Regions from separate parts of the Sus scrofa genome. Here region 2 is linked to region 1. Evidence: chromatin contacts called from public HiChIP or PLAC-seq data. All regions are on one chromosome and are shown on one strand. Each heading gives the region's core, a stretch centred on a gene start, on an enhancer-like site or on the middle of the called end of the contact. The rest is flanking DNA. Distances are from core to core; before and after follow the strand shown. Region 1 overlaps RTN3 (reticulon-3). Region 2 overlaps PLA2G16 (phospholipase A2 group XVI).

The links. HiChIP or PLAC-seq counts read pairs in DNA pulled down with a chosen protein or histone mark.
Region 2: an H3K27ac HiChIP or PLAC-seq map of alveolar macrophages shows a contact between it and region 1. The contact joins two enhancer-like sites. A contact is called at or near these places in 3 of 47 Hi-C or Micro-C datasets (embryonic fibroblasts, retroperitoneal adipose tissue and subcutaneous adipose tissue) and 2 of 2 datasets of contacts at active chromatin or transcription factors (alveolar macrophages and skeletal muscle).

What each region holds. Positions count from the first base shown.
Region 1 is chr2:8,298,662-8,302,942 of Sscrofa11.1, reverse strand. RTN3 (reticulon-3) reads left to right here. Exons shown (of 11, transcript XM_021082903.1): 6 at 3,450-3,657. Among named protein-coding and RNA genes, the nearest start is that of C2H11orf95, 19 kb to the right of the region's middle. Within about 2 kb of position 1,667, at least 4 of the 83 cell types and tissues checked have an H3K27ac peak or open chromatin away from gene starts, as enhancers often do. A contact at or near this core is called in alveolar macrophages, where this site is marked.
Region 2 is chr2:8,434,290-8,438,457 of Sscrofa11.1, reverse strand. All of the region lies in intron 4 of PLA2G16 (phospholipase A2 group XVI), which reads right to left. Among named protein-coding and RNA genes, the nearest start is that of PLA2G16, 23 kb to the right of the region's middle. Within about 2 kb of position 1,532, at least 4 of the 83 cell types and tissues checked have an H3K27ac peak or open chromatin away from gene starts, as enhancers often do. A contact at or near this core is called in alveolar macrophages, where this site is marked.

The DNA.
Region 1 (4,281 bases), core at 418-2,917:
AAAATGGCTGCACCATTTTTTTCATTCCCACAAGGAATGCATGAGGTTCCAGTTTATTCACATCCTTGCCAATATTTGTTAGTGTACTTTTTATTATTATAGCTATTCTAGTGGGTTCACTGTGGTTTTTATTTGCATTTCCCTAATGACTGATGGTATTATGCCTCTTTTTATGTGTTTATTGGCCACTTGTATATTTTTGGAGAAACTTCTATTCAGATACTCTTTTTCTTTTTTTCATTTGGGCTGTTTGTATTACTGAGTTAAAATTCTTTATATATTCATATAGATATCCTGGACACAAATACTGTATCAGATAAATAATTTACAAATACAGTCTCTCATTCTGAACGTTTTCTTGTCACTTTCTTGGTATTGTTTGTAGCACAAAGGTTTTTAATTTTGATATGGTCCTGCTTATCTGTTTTTTCTTTTACTTTTGTGCTTTTGCGATCACATCTGAGAAACTGTTGCCTAATCCAAGATCACAAAGGCTTATTCCTGCTTTCTTCTAAAGCTTTAAGACACTTTCTCAATTTTCCGAAACAACCATTTCATATCTTTTGCTCTCTCTGTAAACCATCTTCATCCCCTTGCCCCTGTTCCAACCAGTGACCTCAGCTCCCTTTTATTGAGAAAATAGAAACATTCAGAAAGGAGTCCCTCCATTTCCAATCTTCAGATCTGTGAATGGGCCTGTGTGCGACCTGTTCCTCTTCACTGCATCGCTCTAGCAAGTGTCGGCCCTCACCTGGGCTCTGGATATCCACTCCTCCTTTCTCCTGGACCTCACTGTTTCTGCCCCGTATCTTCATCTCTCCTTGTTTGTGACTGCATGTAAGTATGCTTTAGTGTTTCCCCATCTTTTAAAAACCGTCCCTTGAGAGTTCCCTCGTGACTCAGCAGGTTAAGCATCCGCGGTCACTGTGGGTGGTTCAGTCTGTCTGGACTTCACATGGCATGGTGCAGCAAAAAAAAAAAATACATCGAGTGATGTTATGTCCTTGTCAGCGTTTTACATTGGGAGGCACATGGTATCCATTGGTTCCACTACTAAGCCTTACTCCGTCTTGAGCTATTCTTGGTTCCCTAAGCATTCTGTGTTGAAACTGTTCTTGTATTCATATGAACTGTGTCGTACGTATACTTGGGCTCTGACTGTAGGAATTCTGCTAAGCGTTTGCTCTTGTAAGCAGGCAGTGTTCTCTTCAGCTTTCCTGTTCAATCAGATGAGTCTGAACTGTCTCCTAGTTCTGTCTTCCCTTTGCAAGATAACTCTCTGGGACTCAGCTTCCCATCAAGAATCATAATTCCGGAGTTCCCGTCGTGGCGCAGTGGTTAACGAATCTGACTAGGAACCATGAGGTTGTGGGTTCGGTCCCTGCCCTTGCTCAGTGGGTTAACGATCCGGCGTTGCCGTGAGCTGTGGTGTAGATTGCAGACGCAGCTCGGATCCAGCGTTGCTGTGGCTCTGGTGTAGGCTGGCAGCTACAGCTCCAATTCAACCCCTAGCCTGCGAACCTCCATATGCAGGAGCGGCCCAAGAAATACCAAAAAAGACCAAAAAAAAAAAAAGAATCATAATTCCTCTTTTTTTTCTCCTAGTGAGTCACAGCCCTTAGACAGAATCTCTGAACCAGTGATTAGTCCTTTTGTACAATCAGCATATCTTTAGTGTTTTCTTAGTCTCAAGTTAGGTCCCTTGGCTCTAGCAAGATTTGGCTTCACAGGAGAGTGTTTTAGCTGAATATGGGGAAGAACTGGGTGCTGTTGGGTCAGCTGAATCTGATTCTAGTTCACTTGACCCTCAATTACAGTTATCTAGGCTAACCATACTTTTGGATCATAGTTGATGTTTGAGGAGTTGCTGTTGTGGAGCAGCGGAAACGAATCTGACTAGGAACCATGAAGTTGCGGGTTTGATCCCTGGCCTCGCTCGGTGGGTTAAGGATCCGGCGTTGCAGTGAGCTGTGGTGTAGGTCAAAGACGTGGCTTGGATCCCTCGTTGCTGTGGCTCTGGTGTTGTTGTGGCTCTGGCATAGGCCTATGGCTACAGCTCAGATTAGCCCCCTAGCCTGGGAACCTCCATATGCCATGGGTGCGGCCCTAAAAAGGACAAAAAAGCCAAAATAAAAAAAATAAAATAAAATAAAATTTGAGTGTTTACTGTGGGTCATTTATAGTACTAAGCATTCTCCACATTAATTAGCTTTATTCCTTTAAACAACGCTAAGAAATAGGTGTCACTTTCTTCATCATACAGATGAGAAAACATAGGTTTTGAACGGTTAATTAAGGTAATATGGCTAAAAATTACTAAACTCAAATTCCTGTCTCTCCAACCCCCAAAGTCCATATTTCTTTTCTTTATAAGCAAAGAGTAGTACAGAAGAAACTGGCCTGGGGCTATTAGTGTTGAAGTTAGCCTTCTTCACAGATTGAAGTTCAGATGTTGTATCATTGCTAGATTGGAGGTAATTGCTAGCCCTCATACTCAGAGTTTTTGAAGTGTCTTTAAGTAAAAGAACTTAGATTTTTCCATTTTGGATTTCCCAACCCTACGAACCACTTGCCTCAAACAGCCTTGGTATACCTATTTCCTAACAGTTATCCCCATTCATTTTCAAAAGTAGTGTGGTTTAGATAATTATATGGTCTCCTACCCATAATCCTTCCTGAGCTCTCTTCAGATTAGCATAGGGGCTGCTGTTTCATTGTAACCAACACTGACAGAACTTGATGGGTTTTTATTCACCACTCTCTCTGCCCCCACTCCAGTTTCCACATTTCAGGTTACCTTTGGTTTATACTATAGCTGTTGACCTGACTAATTTATAAGCATGGTTTGCTTCATTTAGTCAGCATTTATCAAGATTTTCTGGAGTTCCCATTATGGCTCAGCGGAAATGAACCCAACTAGTATCCATGGAGCAGGATCGCTCCCTGGCCTTGCTCAGTGGGTTAAGGATCCAGCATTGCCGTGAGCTGTGGTGTAGGTCACAGACACGGCTCCGATCTGGCATTGCTGTGGCTCTGGTGCAGGCCAGCGGCTATAGCTGCAATTCGACCTCTAGCCTGGGAACCTCCATATGCCACGGTACGGCCCTAGAAAAAAAAAGACAAGATTTTCCTATACCTGCTCTGTTGAAACATTAAAAGTAAATGACACTTTATGCCATTGCACTTCAGTTAGTCATGACTAAAAAATAAGTTTCTGAGTTTCTCTAAACCTCCCTAGAGACCAGAGGACTCTTTAGCAGTGTGAATCATCATCCCTGATGTAATCTGATTTTCTTTATCACATTCTCTTACGGAGGGTGCACCTGTAGTTGCATGATTGCGTGCTAGTATGATGCTTCTCAGGTGTGCAGGACACAGCCAGAGCGAATAGTCCTGGCCTCATGGCTCGTAGGTGTTCATACAAGGTATGTTCCCTTTTCTTTTGGCAGTGCACGACCTGATTTTCTGGCGAGATGTGAAGAAGACTGGGTTTGTCTTTGGCACCACACTGATCATGCTGCTTTCCCTGGCAGCTTTCAGTGTCATCAGTGTGGTTTCTTACCTCATCCTTGCTCTTCTGTCTGTCACCATCAGCTTCAGAGTCTACAAGTCTGTCATCCAAGCTGTACAGAAGTCAGAAGAAGGCCATCCATTCAAGTGAGTTGACGTATCTCAAGTAACACTCTTCAGTTTAGTAAAGGGGTTCACGGAGCTTGGTCAGATCTAAATCAGACCTGATTAAAATCAAAAGAGGTATAAAGCCTAATGCAGCTTATCAGTGGCATGAAACATCAACTCGAAACCACGTTATGAAGTGACCCACGTAGGAGCCAGGAACTTTTTGACAAGCTAGAGGCTCGCTGAAGAGGACTGTCTAAATTCCTGGGTGGGGTTGGTAGGGAAAGCAGAGCATCTGGGGCAACACTCAGTTACATGAGGTCCCAAGTATATGTTTAAGCACCCGCAGAGTTAACTCTTAAAGCAACTTTGAAATCTTGCTGTTGAGGCCCTTGGCTTATCAGAGCTTGGTGTGCTTACTCTTGGTGTAATTACTGATTTCCTTCCTATCTTCGCTTTAGTTTGCTCAGTACCAGGGGCAAGTCTTGAAGTCAGTAGGTCATGCATTTCTAGAGTCCAGTTGCTAGCTTTTCTAACTGCCGTGACTTTAACAGATGTTTTCCTCACACTTTTCCTCTTAAAATTCTTAGCCCATAGAAGACTTTAACATCAGCAAATGAGTTTTTTAAAACCCTTTCTCATGGAGGAAGAAGCCCTTCTGTG
Region 2 (4,168 bases), core at 283-2,782, 140 kb before region 1:
CAATCAGGAGATCATGAAACAAAAAACATCTCCCTCCTTAGAAATGCTAAGAAATCTGTCTTTTTTTTAAAGTGGGAAAACTGAGGGGTTCCCATCGTGGCGCAGCAGGAACGAATCCGACTAGGAACCATGGGGTTGCAGGTTCAATCCCTGGCCTCGCTCAGTGGGTTAAGGATCCGGCGTTGCTGTGCACTGTGGTGTAGGCCAGCAGCTGTAGCTCCAATTAGACCCCTAGCCTGGGAACGTCCATATGCCGTGGGTGCGGCCCTAAAAAGCTAAATAAATAAATAAATATTAAAAATCATTGCAATTCTCCCTTAATAAAAAAGAATTAAAAAAATAAAGTGAGAAAGCTGAAGTCCTTTGGGGGTGGTACTCTTTTTAGGGCCACACCCAAAGCATATGGAGGTTCCCGGGCTAGGGGTCAAATCGGAGCTACAGCTGTGGGCATACGCCACAGCCACAGCAATGCAGGATCCAAGCCACATCTGCAACCTACACCACAGCTCACGGCAATGCCAGATCCTTAACCCACTGAGCGAGGCCAGGGAGCGAACTCTCGTGGGCAGAAGTCAGGTTTGTCAACTGCCGAGCCACAACGGGAACGTCAGAAAACTGAAACACTATCAGACTGCAGACAGTTAACTGCTTTATGCTACATGGCACCTCTGAGTTAAGCCCTAGAATTGTTTTATTTCTAGGAAAAAGAAAATAATTTTTATTTTTAATGATTTGTATTTTTTCCATTATAGTTGGTTAACAGGAAAAAGAAAATTCTAATGTGCTTTCTTCACCTTCAGGAATGTTCTAAGTGGATATAAGAAGAGTAGTGTTATTTAGAAAGCAATTGAATTTAGACCATGAGAGATTACAAAGTAAGAACAGTTATGAGGAGTTCCTGTTGTGGCTCAGTGGTAACGAACCAGACTAGTATTCATGAGCAGGCGGGTTCCATCCCTGTCTTTGCTCAGTGGGTTAAGCATCTGGGGTTGCCATGAGCTGTGATGTAGGCTTGCGACACACCCAGATCTGGCATTGCTGTGGCCTAGGCCATGGGCCAGCAGCTGCAGCTTCGATTCGACCCCTAGCCTGGGAATTTGCATATGCTACGGGTGTGGCCCAAAAAAGAACTGTTATAAAATATTCATACAGGGAGTTCCCGTTGTGGCACAGTGGTTAACGAATCTGACTAGGAACCATGAGGTTGCAGTTTCGATCCCTGCCCTTGCTCAGTGGGTTAACGATCCGGCGTTGCCATGAGCTGTGGTGTAGGTCGCAGACGTGGCTCGGATCCTGCGTTGCTGTGGCTCTGGCGTAGGTTGGCTATAGCTCCGATTCGACCCCTAGCCTGGGAACCTCCATATGCCGCAGGAGCGGCCCAAGAAATTGCAAAAAGACAAAAAAAAAAAAAAAAAAAAAATTTGGTTTTGGAGTTCCTGCTATGGCATAATGGGTGTTGTCTCTGCAGCGCCAGGATACAGTTACAATCCCTGGCCCAGTGCTGTGGGTTAAGGGATCTGGCGTTGTAGCAGGTGTGGCATAGGCCACGGCTGTGGCTGGGGTCTGACTGAGCTCTGGCTTCAGAGCTTCCATAGGCCACAGAGCAGCCAAAAAAGAAACTTGACTTTAATATTTACAGTAATTTAAAAACAGTACCCTGCAATTTGTCCAGGCTTATGTAATAATACACCTTGGCCACCTCTTCCATTTCTATTTGTCTTACTGTTTTATCTGACACAGGGTAGAATTCAGCATGAGTGTAGCTCTTAGGTGCCTTTTTTGGTGTGTTTTATATTTACTTATTTTCTTTTATTAAAGTATAGTTGCTGCTATCAGAACATATAAGGATTTTCTTTTCTCCCCTAGAAGAATGTGTATAGTTCAATTCCCAGGTCTGAGATTTAAATATGTTTGTAATTCTTGTGGTCATATTTTTGTTTTATTACTTCCTCATACTTATGAATTTTTCCATGTCTTAAGTCTTTTGATTTTAGCTTTATAAAATCATCCACTTGTCCCAAATGACTGCGGCTTTTTTTCATGCTATGGCTTCACTAGCCTTAGTTTAATAAACTGAATGTTTGGATTCCTCAAAAAATAAAAAATAAAAAATAAAATACATTAAAAAATAAAAATAAAGTATAGTTGCTTTACAATGTTGTACCAGTTTCTGCCATATAACAGTGACTCGGTTATTTATGTATCTATACATGCACACATGCTATTTTTTTGTTGTTGTTGTCTTTTGTCTTTTTTTTGTTGTTGTTGTTGTTGTTGTTGCTATTTCTTGGGCCGCTCCCGCGGCATATGGAGGTTCCCAGGCTAGGGGTTGAATCGGAGCTGTAGCCACCGGCCTACGCCAGAGCCACAGCAACGAGGGATCCGAGCCGCATCTGCAACCTACACCACAGCTCACGGCAACGCCAGATCATTAACCCACTGAGCAAGGGCAGGGACCGAACCCGCAACCTCATGGTTCCTAGTCGGATTCGTTAACCACTGCGCCACGACGGGAACTCCACACATGCTTTTTTTTAATCTTCTTTTCCACCATGGGCTAGCCGGGGAGACTGCATATAGTTCCCTATGCTGTACAGCAGGACCTGTCACTTATCCTCGTTGCCTTTTTTCAAGTACTATTCAGTACGAAGGCTTATTTACAAAGCTTACGAAGTGTACACTTTTTTGGAGCCTGAGTATTTTTAGACAGGTAGGTGGAAAATAGGAGATTCTTTTTTTAGAATACTCTGGGGCATGTAAAACACAAACTACATTTTCATTTAAATCCATGGCTTCCCTCTAACTGGGGAGTTAGATGAGTCACACATATTCTGCAGAAGGAAAATTCAGTCTGCTTCAAAGAGCTGAACACAGGGAGTTCCTGTCATGACTCAGTGCAAACGAATCAGACTAGCATCCATGAGGATGCAGGTTCAATTGCTGGCCTCCCTCAGTGGGTTAAGGATCCGGCGTTGCTATGAGCTGTGGTATAGGTCAAAGTGCGGCTCGGATCTGGAGTTGCCTGGGCTGTGGTGTAGGTCAGCAGCTAAGGCTCCGATTGGACCCCTAGCCTGGGAACTTGCATAGGCCACAGGTGCAACCCTAAAAAAAGGCAGAAAGACTTATCTTCATTGTCAATGGCCCAAAATGTCAACAGTGCTGAGGCTGAGAAACCCTCAGGCCAAGAAATGAAAGAGGAACTCTTTGGGACCAGTAGAGATGGTACCTCTTTTTGTTTCGTAGTATGTTCCGGCTTCATTTTCTGTAAGGGGGAGTCCAGGAGAATTGTTGGTGCTGTTATTGTGGTTGTGCTGTCAAGGTTTTGCCTCTTAGGGGTGGATGGTTAGTGCATCGGGCTAAAGCCTCCGGAAGAGAAATGTGATGTGGCCAATTTGTGTTGTTTCATTTTGCAAGAAGTGTTGAATTTCATGTTCGTAGGAGTAAGTGATAGAAAATATTTCTTGGTTATTTCACGATCTCAAGATTTAGAATTGTATTCAAATGTTCTAAGTATTATTTGTGCATACTGACATATGTATTTTATTAAATTATGTTTCAATTTTGATTAAAACCAAATGTTCTACTTATATATGAACTTGTGAATCTGTCCTTTAGTCAATTAATAATCACTAAAGAACTAAAAATGAGATGACACAACATTGTAAATCAACCATACGTCAATAAGAATTTGTTTAAAACCTAGGTATGATAAAAGTATTATCCTTTTAAAAAATGAGTGTATTCCCGCTGTGGCGCACCGGGTTAAGAATCAGACTGCAGTGTGTCAGGAAGCTGTGGAGGCAAGGATTAAGGGATCCAGTGTTACAGCCACAGCTTGGATTCGGTCCCTAGCCTGGGAATTTCCACATGCCACAGGTGCAGCTGAAAAAGAAAAAAAAAAAAAGAGATGGGTAGGAGATATTTTATAAATCTACCAAATCTTCCTAATGTAGCACGCTAAATTTCATAAAGTATTTATCACTTCCCAAGTCTGGACAGTAATCTCTATTTGGAGTTTCTTGATCTATGAGAATATGGACATTTACCTGAAGTAGAAGCCAGGTGTAATAAGACCCTCAATTGTTATGCAATATCACCAGGGATGAAATCAGATTTATTTAGCCTAACCTTCTCTTTTTTATCATCACTGCTACTTTTTTTAAAAACT